Regions from separate parts of the Sus scrofa genome. Here region 2 is linked to region 1. The links are chromatin contacts, called in public HiChIP or PLAC-seq maps. All regions are on one chromosome and are shown on one strand. Each heading gives the region's core, a stretch centred on a gene start, on an enhancer-like site or on the middle of the called end of the contact. The rest is flanking DNA. Distances are from core to core; before and after follow the strand shown. Region 1 overlaps CYTIP (cytohesin-interacting protein). Region 2 overlaps LOC102166560 (a long non-coding RNA gene).

Region 1 (2,528 bases), core at 15-2,514:
GGAAAATAGGGAAGCTCTTAGTCACTCTGACACATCTGCTCTTTACCCTGGTATTTTCTTAGTTTAAGTGACGACGTACTTAGATGACTGGGCCAAATCAACAGATTAGATATTTTAAAACTTTTATTTTCACAAAAACTATTTGGCAAGGCCTGACTTCATATTTCTGGAAAGTAAGTGCAGAAATACAACTTCTTCTTCTCTCTATATTTAGTTTTGACTGTCGATCTATCCTTATGCTCCCCAACTGGACTCTATTTTCTTAAAAGAGATAAACCTCTTCAGAAAAAAAAAAAAAGGGCTTGGTGTCTATGCCAGATCCTTGCTAGTTCTGCACTTCCTGGTTTCCTAACTCAGACCTTCATAAAACCACTGATTTACATAGGTAACAAGAGCTGTGAATAAGGTAGCCCAACAATCTGATACTCAGGTAGACTTATTATAATATAGAAAGAGTGAGATATTAATAGCCAGGTATTGCTTTGATTTATTGATTGCATATTATATTGACAAGCATCAGGATTGCTGCTGTTACTGTTATCAAGGCTTAGAAAATCTGACCGGGTGATTATTCAATCCCTGAACTGAGGAACCAGCCATTTCAGCCATTTTATGACATTATTTATTTATTTATTTTGCTTTTTAGGGCTACATCTGGGGCATATGGAGGTTCCCAGGCTAGGGGTCAAATTGGAGCTGTAGGCTAGCCTACACCACAGCCACAGCAACACAGGATCCAAGCTACGTCTATGACCTATACCACAGCTCACAACACTGCCTGATCCTTAACCCACTGAGTGAGGCCAGGGATCGAACATGCATCCTTACGGTACCTAGTCGTATTCCTTTCCACCACGCCACAACGGGAATTCCTAATGACAGTCTTTGTAATACTTTCTTTCCTTCATCTTCCTCTTCCAAATGTACTTTTTTTTTCTTTTTCATTTTAGCCTTCATCTGCCCCTACCAGTTTGCTTTGTACAAAGGACTGCTTGTCTCCAACGAGGCTGCCTTTCCTTTGGGATAAGTGTCCACAGGCAAATCTGAGCTCTGCCTGCCTGCCGGTTCACTGTGGGGACCTGAAATGGCAAAGGAAGGGGTAGAGTCTTGAACAAGGGGTGGGAGGGAGAAGGAGCCTTTGTGCCGGGTCAGCTGCCTTCTTCCTGGCTTGCTTTCGATTCCCATCGACGTGGCTGGTCTGTCTGTGTGCCAGGCCAGGCCTCACATGCTGTTGTGACCATTACAGCAGTTGCCCTCACATGACATTTGTGCCCTGGGCCTTATATTATAGTTGTATCCTGGGCCACTGCTCTCACACATGAGGCAGCTGAGGAAGGAAGCAGTTCAGAAGTCAGGGTGCTCACAACGTTCTAAGTTTAGCTCTCCAAGGAAGCCTTTTAGAGCTGGTCATTGTGTCTTCCCCTTTGGGTATAGAATGAATAGATACCAAGCACAATAGACTGTTTTGGTGCCCCAGACTTATAGAATGATGATGGTAGTTTGTTTCTTTGTTTTTTTCAATTGAAGTATAGTTGATTTACAAGGTTGTGTTAGTTTCTGGTACACAGCAAAGTGATTCAGTTATACATATACATGTAGATGCATAGAAAGGTAGGTGGATAGATATAGATTCTTTTTAAAATTCTTTTCCATTATAGGTTATATTTAATAAAATATAGTTCTTTGTGTTATACAGTAGGTCCTGGTTGTTTATTATTTTATATATAGTAGTTTGTATCTGCTAATCCCAAACTCCTCATTTATCCCCCCTGCCTTCCCCTTTGGTAACTGTAAGTTTGTTTTCTATGGCTGTGAGTCTTTTTCTGTTTTATAAATAAGTTCATTTGTACCATTTTTTAGATTCTGCACATAAGTGATGTCATATGGTATTTGTCTTTTTCTGTCTGATTGACTTAGTATGATAATCTTTAGGTCCGTCCATGTTGCTGCAAATGGCGTTATTTCATTCTTTTTTATGGCTGAGTAACATTTCATTGTGTATATATACCACATCTTCTTTATCCATTCAAAATGGTGATGGTATTTTTTGAACATTTACTGAGCTCTAGTCTCTGTTCCAACATTCTAACCATTTTATATCTGCTAATGCATTTAATCCTCATGACTGTCCTGGGGTTTAGATTCTTCTGTTCTCATCTTAGAGATGGGAGAAGCCTAGAGTGTGAGGCCTTAGCAAAACAGTTAGTAAATGGACACAAACCCAAGAACAAACCTGATGCTATAATATTTTTAAATAAAGAATATATAAATGTCATGGTCTTTTACTACCTGCTATTTCTATTAAAATGATGTAATTGCTTCAACTTGTTGGTGCTACTAGATTATTTCATGAGAAATTAGCATTTCAAATATTCCCCTTTATATATATATATAAATCCTTTAAATAAATGGGAGGGATTTGTTAATGCTAGAAAGAAATGAAAAAAAAAAATAATGACAAATCGCAACACCCAGAAATAAATTGCTATACTTGCTGGGGTTTCCTAATAATTAGTACTTTTTTTTTC
Region 2 (2,528 bases), core at 15-2,514, 370 kb before region 1:
AAAAGATGAATAAAGCTAAGAGTGTTTCTTTGAAAAGATAAGCAAAATTGACTAACCTTAGCTATACTAACCAAGGAAAAGTAGAAAGGACTCAAACCAACAGTATTATAAATCAAATAGAAGATATTATAGCTGACAATACAGAAATACAAAACGATTAAAAGAAGCTGCTATGAACAACCACACATCAACAAGCTGGACAACCTAGAATAAATGAAAAACTATTAGGAACATAAAATCTAACAAGATTGAATCAGAAAAAAAAAATAGAAAATCAAGAGATCAATTTCTAGCAAGGAGACTTGATGAAAAATAAACTCACCCCAAAAAGAAAAGCTCAGCACCAGATGGTTTCACTGGTGAAGTATACTAAACATTTAAAGGAGAACTATCAACAGTCCATCTCAATCTCTTTCAAAAACAAAGGAAAAAACAACCCCCCCCAAAACCTTAGGAGATGGAAACATTCCCAAACTCATTTTACATGGCCAGCATTACCCAGACGGAAAAGGATACTACAAAAAAAAAAAAAAAAAAATGCAGGCCAATGTCCTCGATGAATATTAAGTACACAAAATTTTCAATAAAACACTAGCAAACTGAATTTGGTAGCACATTAAAAAAGATCAAGTGGGATTTATCCCTAGGATGCACAGATGAGTCAATATATGCCTATCAATGTGATCCAAAACATTAACAGAGTGAAAGAAAAAAACAATTTCAATAGATATAGAAATATACACATTGTGACAAAATTCAACATCTGTTCATGATAAAAACTCTTAACAATTTAGGTATCGGAGGAACTACCTCAAATGATAAAGGCCATATACAACAAGCCTACAGCTAACATCAAACTCAATGGTGAAATGGCTGACACCTATTCTTCTGCAATCAACAATGAGAGGAGGATGCTCACTCTTAATACTTTTATTCAACATAGAACTAGAAGTCCTAGCCAGAGCATTGGGCAAAAAGAAGAAATAAAAGACATACAAATTGGAAAGAAAGAAGTAAAATTGTCTCTATTTGCAGATGACATGATTTCCCATGTAGATAACCCTAAGTACTCCACTGAAAAGCCATTAAGTCTAATTCACAAATACTGAATGATTTCACATCTATGTGAAATCAAAAAAAAAAAAAACAACCAAACAACAACAAATACAATAAAACAGAAATAGTCACAGATACAGAGAACAAACAAGTGGTTGCTAGAGAGGAGGGGGTTGGAGGAGGAAAGAAATACGTAAGGGAGATTAGACATACAAACTTTACAGTTGCAAAATAGATGAGTCACAGTATGAAATACACAGCATGGGAAATATAGTTATTAACTAGGTATTTTTGTATGGTGATGTTGATCATTTGAAAATGTGTAGAAATACTGAATTACTATGTTGTTTAATAGGAACTAATGTTGTAGATCAATTATACTTCAAAAAAGAAACAATTTTAGGAAAAAGAAAACAGATTTGTGGTTAACACAGGCAGGGGATGGGAGAAGGGAGAAATGGGATAAAGGCATTCAAAAGGTACAGACTCAGCTATAAGATAAATAAATACTAGGTATGTAATGTACAGCACAATAAATATAATTAACATTGGGGTATATTATATACAAAAGTTGTTAAGAGAGTATATCCTAAGAGTTCAAGAAAAAAAAAATTCCACTACTTTAATTTTGTATCTATATGAGATGACAGGTGATCACTAAATTATTGTGATCATCATTTCATGATGTAAATCAAATCATTATGTTATATGTTAATTACAGCTTGATAAAACTTTAAGAAAAAACTAATAAAAATTCAGGAAAATGTGGATACAAAATTACATTAAAATCAATAGTTTTTATATATGTTAATAAATTATCTAAATAAAATGAAGTCATTTATGATAGCATCAAAAACAAAATATTTATTAAAAAATTTAAGAAAGAAAACTATGAGACATTAATGAAAAATAGAAGAAAAGACAAGATAAATGTATCTTGTGTTTATGGGCTGGTAGAATTAATGTTATTAAAACGTCCATGCTACCCAAAGCCATCTATAGATCCAGTGTAGTACCAAGATTAAATAGCATTCTTACAAAAATAGAAAAATCTTGGGAGTTCTCTTCATGGCTCAGTGGTTAACAAGCCCAAGCAGGATCCATGAAGGTGCAGGTTTGATCCCTGGCCTTGCTCAGTGGGTTAAGGATCCAGCGTTGCCACGAGCCGTGGTGTGGGTCACAGGTGCAGCTCAGATCCTGTGCTGCTGTGGTGTAGGCTGGCAGCTGTAGCTCCAACTGGACAGCTAGCCTGGGAACCCCCATATGCCATGGGTGGAGCCCTAAAAAGCAAAAAACAAACAAACAAACAAACAAACAAAAAAACACCTAAAATTTATATGGAACCAGAATAGATTTTGAATAACCAAAGCAATCCGGGGAGAGAAAAACAAAGAGAGAGGCATCACAGTTGCTGATTCCAAGCTATATCATAAAGCTAAAATAATAATTAAAAAGCAGTATGATACTTCTAG

The links. HiChIP or PLAC-seq counts read pairs in DNA pulled down with a chosen protein or histone mark.
Region 2: a contact with region 1 is called in an H3K27ac HiChIP or PLAC-seq map of alveolar macrophages. The contact joins two enhancer-like sites. A contact is called at or near these places in 2 of 2 datasets of contacts at active chromatin or transcription factors (alveolar macrophages and skeletal muscle).

What each region holds. Positions count from the first base shown.
Region 1 is chr15:64,359,342-64,361,869 of Sscrofa11.1, reverse strand. All of the region lies in intron 7 of CYTIP (cytohesin-interacting protein), which reads left to right. Among named protein-coding and RNA genes, the nearest start is that of CYTIP, 61 kb to the left of the region's middle. Within about 2 kb of position 1,264, at least 26 of the 83 cell types and tissues checked have an H3K27ac peak or open chromatin away from gene starts, as enhancers often do. A contact at or near this core is called in alveolar macrophages, where this site is marked.
Region 2 is chr15:64,728,282-64,730,809 of Sscrofa11.1, reverse strand. The region is part of intron 1 of LOC102166560 (a long non-coding RNA gene); the gene reads right to left. Among named protein-coding and RNA genes, the nearest start is that of ACVR1, 160 kb to the left of the region's middle. Within about 2 kb of position 1,264, at least 1 of the 83 cell types and tissues checked has an H3K27ac peak or open chromatin away from gene starts, as enhancers often do. A contact at or near this core is called in alveolar macrophages, where this site is marked.